2 separate regions of the Mus musculus genome follow, and region 1 is linked to region 2. Evidence: chromatin contacts called from public Hi-C data. All regions are on one chromosome and are shown on one strand. Each heading gives the region's core, a stretch centred on a gene start, on an enhancer-like site or on the middle of the called end of the contact. The rest is flanking DNA. Distances are from core to core; before and after follow the strand shown.

Region 1 (3,167 bases), core at 468-2,967, 200 kb before region 2:
TGTGTCATGATGGACGCGGGCTCCCTTCGCAAAGTGAAGAAATGAACTTATGCAGATTAAAAATTACACTTGAAACAAGTGCTATGAATGGGAAGCACTGGATTTTTAGAAGGGAGTAACAATACAGAAAGACTTTAAAATTAATCTGGCCATGATTCCAAGTGGGTTACAACAAAGGATGTGGGGCAGCAGGAAACAGCTGCAGGGTTTATACTAACTGAAGTATGACTGACTCTGGATCGCCATTACCTCAGGGCTTTTAATGAAGAAGGACAAGGAAGTGTGTCCTCCATGCCAGGCTGCTGTATGTGTGTTGTGAATGCAAGGTAGGCGTGTGCTTTCGAGACAGCGCCATAAGATGAGTGGAATTCCCTCCAGGACAGTTTCTGGAGGCTCACTATTGCCACTTGAAGAGGAGTGAGGTGCTTATATGTGATACAGCAAGTAGCATGGTTTCAGGACACATCTAAACTTGTAAATAAAAGAGTGATCGTCTCATAAAGACATTTTGAATAGTTCTGCATGGTTATTTGCCTTTCTGGCATCTGCATTGGTTTTGGAAGGAGGCAATTGGAACAAAGTAGTTTATCTTCTAAGTTATAGAACAATGAGGAGCCTCTTTAATTAAAAATAGTTTAGATAAACATATTTGGTGCCCACAGAGGCCAGAAAAGGCCATTGGATTGCCTGGAACTGGAGTTTCGGGCACTTGTGAGCAGCCATGTGAGTGCTGAGAACTGATCTTGGGACCTTTGCAAGAGCAGCTAACCACTGAACCATTTCTTAAGCACCCTTAATTGAAATTTGCTAAAGTCGTTTGCAGATGAACTTTGGAAAGTTACTGTTAGTTTGTGTCTTTGATCATATAGTTTATTTTCACAAATTAGAAGTCACTTCCCTGATTTTCCAACTCTGAGCCACCTTTTTCTTTCTGAGAAAGTGAGTATTGTCAATGCTCCTTGATTTAAACTATACCACCAAGGACATAAGTTTAAGGGAAATATAGGTTTCTGTTAAAAGTTGAGAGAACATTAGGACGATCAGTCAAGATTTTCTCATCTAAATGTATTTAAATTTTTTTCTTTATGAGATTCATAGTTATTCTTGTCACAGACAAGTAGATCTTTAAAGATTTGTCTGTTGTGGCCAAATGAGATACACATTAGTCAAGCCTTTATAAAGCATAAACTGGACACAAGGTTAAGTTTTTATGTGTATGTTACACTTAAACTTTGTATAGGGTCTCAATGTATGTAGCCCTGGTTATCCAGGAACTCCCTTTGTAGACCAGGCAGACCTCAAACTCAGATCTACCTACCTCTGCCTCCCTAGTGCTGGGATTAAAGGTGTGCACCACCACCTCTTGGCCCCACTTACTTTCTATCCGTGGCCCCTCAGTCCGCTTGGCAGAGAATACTACTTATCAGGAAGCTACAGGATAGAGCTTGGTAGATGATCACCCCTCCCAGTGCCTTAGCTTCTGCTCTGTGGGAACATCCTTTTCTAAGAATTCATTTAATCTGCATGCTTGCTCATCAGGAGGAGTATTTTCTGCCTAGTGTCAGCCTAGTTTAAAATTACTAGGCTTTTGGCAGTAAGCTTATCCTGTGTCTTAATAATTCTTATCTATGGAGGAGGGGAAAGATCCTCTGTGTGGCAACTGCTTATCTTACATCATCTCTTCAGTTCTGTGTGGGAGGTGTATCTTGCTTTATAGCAGCCCTCCTTTATAGTCTTAGATAACGTGTACAGACTCAGAGACTACATGAACTGAGCTAAGCTCTAAGAGCTGCATCTGGGATTGAGCCTATATCCATGTGGTACAAAGCTTTAACAACATTACACACAACATTCTCAGGTGGACATTGGCTGAGCTCGTTCTACTGAAGTTCTTCAGCGATGTCACTTCATGTACAGTGAGACCTATAAAAAGTTTAAGTACAACATACAAATAAAAACATGTACACTTGGCTCGTATTTTCTTTGTAGTTCCTTTCTGTGTCCTGGTTAGATTGCACATGAGGTACTGAGGGATTTTTGGTTTGTTTCCATTAAAAATACATCTGTGAAGTACTAAAATCAAGAGTCATGACTTACATATAACTCCCAGTGACAGCCTTAATAAAACTGAAGCGTAAAACATTTAAGGAGGTAGTTCTTAATCTTCCTAATGCTGCGACATTTTATTAGGTTGTGACCAACCCCCAACCATGAAGTTACTTCATTGCTATTTAATAACTTTACTCCTGCTACTGTTATGAATCATAATATAAATATCTGATATGCATGATATCTGAATTGTGATCCCCAAAGGATCTATGACCCACAGTTTGAGAACCATTGATTTAGGGCTTGGTGCCTCTAGGAATAAAATATATCGATAAGCCGATGGTACTTGTGTGTGGTCCCAGCTGCAGAGGAACAGATGCGGGAAGATCACTGGAGTGCACATATTAGAGACCATCCTGGACAACAAGAGGAGAGTAACAGCAAACAAACTCATCCAGACAGAATAGCATGCAGCATTCGGGAAGAGGTGGCAAGAGGATCATGACTTGCAGGCCAATCTGGGTCTCACAGTAGGTACCATCCTGTTCTGTCTCCAGAAGGAAAAGTAATTAAAACATAAATTTAATAAAGAGCATTTTAGTTTTGAATTCTGCTCCATGTTCAGAACTCAAAAATAGTTACCTTAGTTTCAATCCCAGTTGCTCCTGTCTTCTATATGAATAACTACATTAGCCTCCAATCTTAGTCAAGGGCTAATAGCAGATTACAGAGTTCATTGACTTACCCAGACCAGATATATGCATAGCCACCAAATAAGTAAGCAGTCCTCCAGGACACAGGTGAGGGCAGGAGGCCTGGAGCACATGGTGTGTGTATTGGGCAGAGCATTAGTGGGTGATTACCAGGCCAAGTGAGGGTTGCCTTCCAGGGCTTTGCAGAACCAGCATCACTTTCTCTACTAATGAGTCATGCAGCAGCTGGACTCTGCAGTCATCTTGCTGTCTTCCATTGAAGTTTAGCCTCATGTTTATTGTAAAGGAGAAATGACAGATAAGACACTTGAGATTTGTAAAGCAGGCAGAAGAATTTAAGGGTAAATTTAAGGCTGAGTGACTGGTGGTGATGCAGAGAAGTGAAATGTCATTAATTTGAAGTAA
Region 2 (3,426 bases), core at 632-3,131:
TCTTAGGGTGTTTTAGCTGAGCTGTTAGTCAGACCACTCTGCGGAGCTGACTGGGGGTTTTATTTGGAGCGGATCAAGTTTTAAATTGCATTTTTAAAATTTCATAAAGCATGCTTGTGAAGCTCACATATGTCCTTTTCCTCACCACAGAATGGCTCATCATCTTGGCATCTCTCCTGGCACTGGCTCTGATTCTTGCCGTCTGCATCGCGGTCAATAGTAGGAGAAGGTAAGAGAGAGTGCCCCTGGCAGCTTTCCACTTCAAAGGGCATCGTGGAACTTGGGTTTTATATCCATGTTGCTCAGACTATAGCCCTTGTGACTGTCAGCCTTGGTACCCTGGAGCTTGTTAGACATGTAGGGTTTCTTGCCTGACACCAGATTTCCTGCACTAGATCCCAGGGAATCCTGCCCATAACACAGTTTAAGAAGCCCTTCTCTGCCCGATTCTTTAGAAAAGTAAGACATCTATGATGACTTGGAACCCCTCCTTTAACCAGTGCTTGAGTTTTACTGTTTCTAAACTTTTCATGGTTAAACCATATGCTGACTATCAGATAGAAGCTATTAAATAGTTCACTGGAAAGACACTTAAAGTATATACTCAACCACTGGCTCATTTAACAAATATTAACTAAGCTTTTCCAATGCTTAAAATGTTGTATAACAAATCAAGAGTTGGTCATCTTCCTTTGACCATTGGAAGCGTATGGAACCTTCTGGAATCTTTGCCCAAAATTGGCATGGGCCACGTTTTGCTGCTTGTTTCTCTTTAAGGATATTATTTTGTGTTTTATGAAAGATTCAGTTGAAGAGATTCGGGGCATTGCCTAGGGAAATTCTTCTCACAGTGAGGTATATGAAGCACTGATGATCCTCTAGACTAGAGAATCGTCGGTCCAGTGCCACAGAAAGGGCAGATGGTTGTCTTCACATCCTTGAAACCCCTCTCTCCCACAGTAACAAAGGCTCTGTATTCTGAAAGTCATTTATATACTATGCATATTTAATTAATTTATAAGCAACCTCTCAGTAGAGTGCTACCCAAGGTGAAATGCAGGACAATAGTAACTCTAGCACCAGGAGATGGGAACTTTAAGCCAGGGCACTTAAAAATAAAAGTCTAAATTCCTACCCAGACGTTTTAAAGATTCATTGTTTTTTCCTAAATGTCTGCTGCAGACATGAAGCTGTTTGTAAATATCCCTTGGGATTGCCCCTTGGAAGGTTGGAGTCTTCCTGCTTAACTGGGCTGCCTTTGCTGCGCCTCTAAATCACCTCGCAGTCCCCAAATGATTCAGATTCTGAGAAGTCAGAAGAGAAATAAACACTTTGTTCTTACTGTTCAGAAAGAATAAGAAACTGTTTCCAGTGGCCCGCACAGTCTCTGGAGGGCTTCGCATCATCTACAGAAACCAGATAGCACTGCTCTACACTGCTTAGAACTCGTGACAGTGCTCACTCAAATCATGGTGCTGCTAACTATACCTTTGAGGGAATAAGAAAACTATTAGTCATGAGTGCTGCCCACCCATGGAGCAAAGGCTGGGGAAAATATGAGAGACCTCCTATGGGCTCCCACGATTACATGAAAACAAATCTGGGAGCTGCAGAAGTGCTTCGAAGCGCTTTTGTTCTTCCTCTTGGCGTCCCTGTTTTCTCTTGGATTATTTTTGCTCAATTAAATATGAACTTCCTTTTTTTTGGAATCAGCCTTTGATTTCAGGCCCTAGAATGTGTCACATGTACAGTCCATAAGCTTTGCAGATGTCACCATGGAGATGTCCCAGATGCTCTTGGCATGGAGGCCCCTCCTTCAGCATCTCAGCTGTCCTGGAGAGCAGTTGGAATCTTGCACATTGTAGCATCTTAGCCCTCATGGCTCCCTGTCTCCTCAGCAGCAGAGAAAGGACCTCATGGCCTCCTCTCCCCTTGTCCCCAGGCCAGCCATCACCCTAGCAACCCACAAACAGGGCAGGCAGAAGCTGGCTGAGCCAGCCTCTCACCGGGAAAGCAGCTTCGTGGACTTCATAAATTATTGTGTCCTGATTTGATAATTGAAAACAGATTTGCCACACTGCTGAAAAGTGGTTAAGGACCGCATGGGCCCCTTAATGTGTGTTGTGTTCCTAAAACTAATAGCCCATGGGCCTCTTAATGTGTGCTGCGTTCCTAAGGCTAATAGCCCATCTCTAATCCCGCTAGAAGGCAGGAGCCTTTCTGCTTTGAGTACTCCATTTATGAAAGATATGGAACTCTATTTTCATCAAAGAAAGTTTGGTCCAGAGGGGATTCATTTATTCAACAAGCATCTTTTGCAGGCATCTCCGGCTGTTAGCTTTAATGAGGAAGGAGAGAATATGGAGAGCACGTTCTTCTCTAAAACAGTTTTGAGGTTTAGATATATGGAGTTCTAAGACAGGCTGACAGCTGGGAAGATGGTTATGTTAGTAACGTATTGCTGTGCACAAAGGAGGGCCTGATTCATGCCCCCAGGACCCATGTAAAAGGCTGGTCATGATGGTGTGACCTCATAATCCCAGCACTGGGGAGTCAGAGACAAGAGTCTTTCCCTGGAGCCTGCTAGCCAGTCTAGTGAAATTGGTGAGCACCAGGTTCAGTGAGGAAAAACCTGTCTCAATAAAGTAGGTGGAGAGTGACTCAGAAAGACACCCAACATTGACCTGTGGCCTCCATGCTCACATATGCCCAGGAGCCAATAAACCTAAATGCATGAACGAGTGTACATACACACACACACACACACACACACACACACACACACACACACACACGCACGCACACGCACACACACACAAACACACAGAGCTATCATTGAGGACACCCTTTGTGCTCATTGAACCAGAGGTGGCATTAGGCAGAGATACTAACTCCCAGCATTTGTATTGCAAAGTTCTCCAAGAGTCACAGCATCTGAATGGTCCTGATGGGATGGGCATCTGAGAGATGGCTTAGCTAGAGGAGGACCCATGTCTAGTTCCCAGCACCCACATGGTGGCTTCATAACCCTAGATCCATGGATCTGCTACCCGCCTCTGGGCTTTGAAGACACCTGGAAAACATATGGTATACATGCATGCATGCAGGCAAAGCACCCATGCATATAAAATAAAAATAAGCAATCATTGATGGTGGGAGTGCTCCATGGTTTCCTCAACTTTTCCCACCCTTGGCATGATCACACCAGCTTTGCCTGCTGCCTTCATGAAACCAGGAGCCTGAATTAGAGCTCTGTGTGCTCCCCAGAAGAGCAAGTTGCATCAGGAGCCAGTTGTGTCGGGAGATATTGGATGAGGCACAACAGTAGCAGCCCTTAGGCACCTTCCCCTTGAAGAATTTATCTGATGTGTCTGGAAAGGAGAAAAGCCTCCAGGGCCTTGCCAAAGAAAGCTTCCAAACTCAGGT

Evidence for each region. Hi-C and Micro-C count contacts between places; a contact is called where the count stands out from the background.
Region 1: a Hi-C map of uterus shows a contact between it and region 2, with 4 times the contacts expected there. The contact joins two enhancer-like sites. A contact is called at or near these places in 1 of 39 promoter capture datasets (the 3T3-L1 cell line), 2 of 15 datasets of contacts at CTCF or cohesin (CD8 T cells and the NIH/3T3 cell line), 26 of 484 Hi-C or Micro-C datasets (the 3T3-L1 cell line, the AML12 cell line, B cells and 16 more) and 6 of 115 datasets of contacts at active chromatin or transcription factors (CD8 T cells, cardiomyocytes, embryonic fibroblasts and 3 more).

Annotation. Positions count from the first base shown.
Region 1 is chr2:103,016,056-103,019,222 of GRCm38.p6, reverse strand. No RefSeq gene overlaps it. Among named protein-coding and RNA genes, the nearest start is that of Pdhx, 56 kb to the left of the region's middle. Within about 2 kb of position 1,717, at least 18 of the 459 cell types and tissues checked have an H3K27ac peak or open chromatin away from gene starts, as enhancers often do. A contact at or near this core is called in uterus, where this site is marked.
Region 2 is chr2:102,819,011-102,822,436 of GRCm38.p6, reverse strand. It overlaps Cd44 (CD44 antigen), which reads left to right. Exons shown (of 9, transcript NM_001039151.1): 8 at 151-229. Among named protein-coding and RNA genes, the nearest start is that of Gm13872, 74 kb to the right of the region's middle. Within about 2 kb of position 1,881, at least 31 of the 459 cell types and tissues checked have an H3K27ac peak or open chromatin away from gene starts, as enhancers often do. A contact at or near this core is called in uterus, where this site is marked.